Regions from separate parts of the Mus musculus genome. Here region 1 is linked to region 2. Evidence: chromatin contacts called from public HiChIP or PLAC-seq data. All regions are on one chromosome and are shown on one strand. Each heading gives the region's core, a stretch centred on a gene start, on an enhancer-like site or on the middle of the called end of the contact. The rest is flanking DNA. Distances are from core to core; before and after follow the strand shown.

What was found. HiChIP or PLAC-seq counts read pairs in DNA pulled down with a chosen protein or histone mark.
Region 1: a contact with region 2 is called in a FOXA1 HiChIP or PLAC-seq map of pancreatic cancer cells. The contact joins the promoter of Bag6 here to the promoter of Zfp414 in region 2. A contact is called at or near these places in 1 of 39 promoter capture datasets (neutrophils) and 1 of 115 datasets of contacts at active chromatin or transcription factors (pancreatic cancer cells).

Annotation. Positions count from the first base shown.
Region 1 is chr17:35,133,412-35,136,834 of GRCm38.p6, reverse strand. It overlaps Bag6 (BCL2-associated athanogene 6), which reads right to left and starts at 1,335. Exons shown (of 26, transcript NM_001372261.1): 1 at 1,207-1,335; 2 at 600-720. The coding sequence starts at 707.
Region 2 is chr17:33,627,197-33,630,782 of GRCm38.p6, reverse strand. Zfp414 (zinc finger protein 414) reads right to left here and starts at 1,691. Exons shown (of 6, transcript NM_026712.3): 1 at 1,567-1,691; 2 at 704-986; 3 at 309-416; 4 at 102-207. The coding sequence starts at 1,569.

The DNA.
Region 1 (3,423 bases), core at 86-2,585, 1.5 Mb before region 2:
AAGTAATTCTTGGTAGGGCCAAATTAACTATCACATGTACCTACAGACAAAAGTCTATGTGGCTTTTTAAATATCTGCTTTAAAAACCACAAAAATGACCTCCTCATGGTGGTTGTCTCAAAGAATTATGCAGTGGCCACAGTGCACTAAGGTCAGGAGGCTCAAACCATGCCTCAGCTATTGACAAGTCTACTTCACAGTGGATGAAAGCAGGTTTCCTTAATCTTATAAAAATAGTACCAAGCTGTGAACACTCTGTTTAAAAAAAAAAAAAAAAAACCCACACCAAACTTGTCTGAGGTCCCTGTGACACACCATTCTTGTCCAAGGTGCCCCCTGTGTTGTGTCTGGTCCCAAAGGCCAGAGTCATGTCTGTCTCTTTGGGCTGGGGTCTGCACAGAACAGGTATAGATCCCTCCTCTCTACTTTCCTCTTCACTGAGTTCTGTCAAAGTGAAGACAGACTCCAAATCGGCCTCACTCAACAGTAACCACATCCCCTCACTCAATAGGTACATCAGATGTCCTATCCAGTAAGGGACAAAAGAGTCAATGACAAGAAAATCAGGCGCATCCTTCTACAAAGTACTGGTGTCTCACCTGGGCCCCCACAATAAAAGTCCGAGTCTGAGAGTCCAGGGTCTTCACCAGTACCTCCAGGCTGTCAGGCTCCTCCATAGCGGTACTGGCACTATCACTCGGCTCCATGGCCGACAGCTCTCTAAAGAAGAACGAGGGGGGGGGGTTCGCTGTCGGTCGCACTGTATTTTATACACCCGGAAGCCTCTCTGGACCCAATCTCCGCCCCAATCCCTTCAAAGTTTCTCATACACAAGCAGATATATTCATCCTCCTTCTCATCCCCCCTTTTTGATTCGGGGGCACAGGAACAGAAACACAAAGGGTAGGAGATCGACGGCATAGGGAGATGAAGGACGAGAGGTGGGAGGGGCTCCACCATGCCAATCACAATAGGGAGAGCCAGTTGGGCTAGGAATCAGGGAAGCAAGCACGAGACCGACCAGAGGCCAGTGTCATCACCGGTCGCGACCGAGCAAGCGCCCGAGAGATCGGGAAATCCTAGGACAACGCGAGGGGTGGGGGGAGGGTCGCGCTAGACTCGGCAGAGAAAAGTGGCTTCGCGCACGCGCAGCACCACAATCGAACCCGCCTAAATCACCACCGACCCAAGACCGCGGACACTCACGGGAGGCTGGACGGGCTCGCTGACCGCCCCCGCCTTCCGCCTCCGCCTCTCCTCGGTATTCCAGCAACACGACTTAACCAACACGCGACCAAACACATACAAACACACATACACAGCCCACCACCCTGTGGCTCCGCCCCCGACGTCCCCACGGTACCGTCACTTCCGGTCTCCCCCAACCTGGCACCAAGGGCCACTTCCGTTTCCCCGATCGTATTTGGGGGGATCTCGAGGCGGTACTTCCGGCTCCCCCAGTCTCCCCCGATTTACTTTCGTGGGGCACGATGAGAAAGTCCACAGCCCCGAACAGTGAGTTTCTGGGGGGCGAGACGGGCCCGGGCCGGCCGAGATGGGAGGGAGCCGACCACCCGGAGGAGCCGCCGCCGCCGCCGTCGTCGCCCGGGGGACCGCACTGCGCCTGCGTGAGCGGCGCCACGCGTGCGCACACTCTAAGTACTTCCCCGCCCCCCTCCGGCTATGTGCGTTTCTTCCCTGCGCGCGCCAGAGTGCAACCGGACCGGGGTGGCTACTGGAAACGCCTAAAGAAAAATGACTGAGTGAGATGCTGTAATTTCCTCGAGAAAAATTGTGAGACTTGTGTGGAGTGCACCTCGTTAATCAACGTCCCATCTTGATGGTCAGAGACGTTTACAGGCACAATTCTAACTACCTAAAACTCTGCAAGACCTCTGGTCCTCCCATCATTTCTGTTCTTCCGGAAGCCACTCTTTTTCGTGGACGGCTGGTGGCGTTCCGCGGGCTGTGTTTGCTTGTGCCCGACTCTAGTTCCTGGCGGGATTAGGCCGGTTGGGCTCTTTGCAGACTTTGAGCATCCTGTTTATTGAGATCTCCGAGGGAGTGCCATGTTTAAGGATAAAAAAAAATTCTATTGCATTTTTTGGTTTTGAGACATTTCTGCTGCTTTTTAAGAGCTTTGTAGAAAAAAAGAAAGAAAAGAGAACGGGTGCCTTGCGGATCAGATTAAAGGACAAGACTTTAAGAAGGGACCAAGGGAATGGAGAGATGGCTCAAGAGATGAAGAGCACTGTCTGCTCTTCCAGAGGTCCTGAGTTCAATTCCCAGCAACTACATGGTGGCTCACAACCATCCGTAATGAGATCTGACACCCTCTTCTGGTGTGTCTGAAGACAGCGACAGTGTACTCACATACATAAAATAAATAAATCTTTAAAAAAGGAAAAGAAAAGCCGGGCGTGGTGGTGCACACCTTTAATCCCAGCACTTGGGAGGCAGAGGCAGGCGGATTTCTGAGTTCGAGGCCAGCCTGGTCTACAAAGTGAGTTCAAGGACAGCCAGGGCTACACAGAGAAACCCTGTCTCAAAAACAAACAAATAAAATAAAATAAATAAAATAAAATAAAATAAAATAGAAAAGAAAAGAAGGAAGAAAAAGAAAGGGGATTGAAAGGCCCACCGCCAAGGGAGTTGAACGGTTAAGTTTTTCTCTCTCTGCATTCTTCCCCACTTATTCTTAGATGCCAGTACTGATGAGACTTCCAGTAAGCATTGTATGATGAGACTTTTACATGCTGTCTCACTGTTACCCTGAATTGCCTGGAACTCATAAGGACAATGTTCCCCCCACCACCACCCAGTGCAGGGTTGTGTGTCACTCTAATAGACTATATTTACGTTTTGAATTTTTTTTTTCCAAGATAGGATTTCACTATGTAAGTCTGGATGTCCTGTAACTCACAGAAACCCACCTGCCTCTGCATCCCAGATGCTGGGATAATAGAAGTTAAATATTTTTAAAAATACTTTTCGGGGATGGAGGAGGGGTGTATGGCCTGCGTCTGCAACAGCACAGTGCAAATGTGGAGATCCGAGGGAAATGTGGTGTCCTCTCACTGTGTGGGGACCAGGGGATCTTCAGCTTGGGTTGCCATCTGCCAAGTACCCTCACTGCTGAGCCACTTCCCCAGTCCCACATTTAGTATTTTATTATAAAAATTTCTGCCGGGCGGTGGTGGCGCATGCCTTTAATCCCAGCATGTGGGAGGCAGAGGCAGGCGGATTTCTGAGTTCAAGGCCAGCCTGGTCTACAGAGTGAGTGCTAGGACAGCCAGGGCTACACAGAGAAACTCTGTCTCAAAAAAACAAAAATAAAGCCGGGCGTGGTGGTGCACACCTTTAATCCCAGCACTTGGGAGGCAGAGGCAGGCGGATTTCTGAGTTCGAGGCCAGCCTGGTCTA
Region 2 (3,586 bases), core at 442-2,941:
TTTCCCAGGCCACACTCATACTTCAACCCACCCTTCCTCCACACACACTAAGAAGCACTAAAGATCTGGGAATTGAAAGAGGGGGATGGTCAGGCTCTCACTTGAAGTAGCGGTTGGGCTTGTAATGCAGCTTGCCGTGGGCTACCAGCTCCTGCATGCTGGGGAAACTCTCAGTGCAGCTCAGCGCGGAGCATCGGAAGAGTTTGCCTGGTAGGGATAAAGTGCAGATGTGGAGTGGGGTGGTTAAGACTAACTCTGGGGGGGGGGGCTCTGCCTATCTGCTTCACTATCAGCAACCCTCATCTTACCTTCCAGTGACTGTGTGGGTGGGCAGTGGGTACGGAGATGCTGTGCTAGATCACGAACACTGGGGAAACTGAGGCAGCAGCCGGGGCTAGAGCAGGGTATTTGTTTCCCTGCAGGAACGAATGGGTGTCATTACTCTCTTCCTTACTGACCTACCCAAAAGCCTTGATTACTCCCCACCCAGCCACTGTCAGAATAAACTGCCCGGAAGGGCTGGATTGGTTTAGTTCATCTCTGGAGCCACACCTGACATATTGACAAGGTGCTCAGTAAATGGTGAAGACCACCCCCCACCCCACCCCCCCACCCCCGCAATGGGATAAAAGGTGATTCCTTGTCTTGCACCATCTCAGCCCTATCAAAGGCATGTGACTCCCCAGAAAGGTCCACAGATAACCTGGCGGTGGACGGCGTCTGGGCAACCGAAGGTCCTCATTGGTCCCCACGCCTGTGTTGGTTGAGCCAGTCTGGCAACTGTCTGAGGCTGGATAGGCAACTTGCTGCAGAGGTCCTCCATGGTCCCACACTGGTGGCATGGCTGTTGGGTTAGGGCTGGGCTCCTCCACGGAGGAAAAAGTGGCTGGAGCTGCCCCATCTGGAGATGCCACCTCCTTGTCTGGCTCACCGGAGCTGGATTCTACAGTGGTCAGCGTGTCCGAGCTGGGCCTGGATGGTTCCTCCTGGTGCAAGAAGTGGCTAAAATCAGGCTGGGATCCCTAGGTCAGACAGATGCCCTTCTACTACAAAGGTCCACAAGACAGACTCCTTCAACACTCACCAGATATTACCCAGTCATTCCACTTTCTGAGTCACCAGCAAGATACGGGAGATAAGGGCAGACCGAGCTACTGTCTCCTAATTCCAATTGCAGGAGTTATCAGGGATTATGCATAAAAAAGCAGCATTAACATCCCTTCCTCAATTTTGGCAGGAGAGGCACTAGGGGCGGAGGTGTGGCCTAGAGGAGCAACTAGGAAATGCTGGAGGGCCTACAGTGGATCGTGTGATGATGGGGAATACTGGCTAAGCTAGAGCTGAGCAGATAGACGCTCTGAGCCAATACGTGTTAAATTTAGGGACTGAACTCTAGGAGAGTGGGTGTGGCCCGGCCTTCAGGGCTGGACGAAAGCTAAGTGACAGTCAGAGGCGGGCGGGGACCCGGATGTGGGGGCGGGGTCAGCTGGAGGGGGGCGCGCGGCAGGACCGTTCCCTGTCAGTCCCGCTGCTCTTCCGCGTCCGCGTGCGGGGTGCTGCGCTCACCATCCTCTACTCAGTTACACCTCTGGTTCCCGTGCCTTCGGAGGCTCTGGCTCCAGCAGGGGCGTCTTCCTCGGCGACACGGTCTCTCGCTCACATCGGCGCCATTTTCCCGCTTCTCAGATCTCGCGAGACATGGGGTGTGGCCTAATTCTGGGCGCTTCTCTAGAAGGAGGGGCCTGAGACTACACTGCAGCTCTTATACAGAAACAGAGAAGGTCTGCTTTTGATTGGTCTTAAATTTCAGAGAAAACTGACAAAAGCTCTTCCCCTCCCCACTTTTATAGCCCAGGTTGGCCTTACACAGAAGTTGACCTTGAACTTAGATGCCAATACACCAGGTTTTAGGTGGTACTGAGTATCAAACCCAGAGTTTTCATATATGCTAGGCAAACTCTCTACAAAGCAAGCCACATCCTTAGCTCTGTACACATACACGTACAAATGAATATGTATATGCACAGATGTGAGCAGGTAAGAGCGGAGGTCCAAGGTAGACATTGTCTTCCTTCATTGCTCTCCACTTCATTCACTGAGGCAACATCTCTCACTGAAGTTGGAGCTCACCAGTTCCCACCTAGCTAGCTAACTTACTTGTCAGAAGATTCCTGTGTCCACCTCCAAAGGGCCCTGATTACAGGAAGCTGCTATGCCTCACAGGGAGGGCTAGAGATCCAAACTCTTTCTCATTTACATGATTGTGGGTTTGAACCCTGGTCCCTTGTGTCTGCACAGACCCATCTTCCTAGCAAGCACCATAAAATTTTCAGCACATCCAGTGTGCAGCAAGTACGAATCTGTTGTAATAGCCCAATGTGAGAAACACTCTAACTAATGGATCTTCAGGAACAAGCAAATTCCACAGGTCGAGAGGTGTGAAAATGAATCCCAAGTGCACTACTACTGAGAGGTCGCCTGCCCACCCTACTTTCCTTAAGTGCATCCTATGTGCCAGGAACTTAGTACTGCTCTTGGGAGTCTCTAGTCAACCAAGAAAATGGAGAGACAATAAATCAACAACAGCAGAAAAATGATCTTGGATCTATCCTAGGAGATAAGAAAACAAACAAAACTGATGTGAAATGAGGAGTCAGGGAAGCCTGTCTAAGGGGGTGACTTGAGCTGTGCCTTGATGCCTACAGAAGCAGAGCACTACAGCAAGCTGGCGCAGATGTCCTGAGCTGGCAAAGAGCAAGCTCCCCTTTCGTAAGCAAGGGCGAGACCTCTGCACTATTGAAACAGAATAAAGATGTTGGTATGGAGGTCAGAAAGAGAACTTGGGTGAGTCCTGTAGGGCTTCCTTTCTTCCTTCCTTTCTTTCTTTCTTTCTTTCTTTCTTTCTTTCTTTCTTTCTTTCTTTCTTTTGTTTTGTTTTTTCGAGACAGGGTTTCTCTGTGTAGCCCTGGCTGGAACTCACTCTGTAGATCAGGCTGGCCTCGAACTCAGAAATCTGCCTGCCTCTGCCTCCCGAGTGCTGGGATTAAAGGCGTGCGCCACCACGCCTGGCTCCTGTAGGACTTTCAAGAGGTGGAAGAGAGAGAAACCATGGTTTCTGAAGTAGTCATTGATGAATGTTTGTTTTTCCATTTTTGTGTATGTGGTTGCATGTATATATGCACACATGTTTGTGGGGTATTTGTTTGCAGGTGCATACTCACATTTGTGGGTACATGTTCACTTTGTGGCTTGTGCATATGGAGGCTGGTGGTTGCAGTGGGGAATAATCCTCCAGGCCTCTTCCTCCTTATTCGATGAGACAGGACCTCAAAATCAAACTCAGAGCTCAACAATATGACTATTCTTGCTCTGGGGATGCACGGTCTCTACTGTCTGAGGCTGAAGCTGCAGGTGGGCCATAGTGCCCACCTGGCATTTACCTGGTATCTGGGGATATGAACTTAGGTCGTCATATTTCTATGGTAGGATCAGTTGTATGACAAGACTTTTTCCAGGGAAACACAAACACTTCTACTCACCTTAGATAAATAACCCATGACAGAGCAAAGTATGAATAACACCAAAG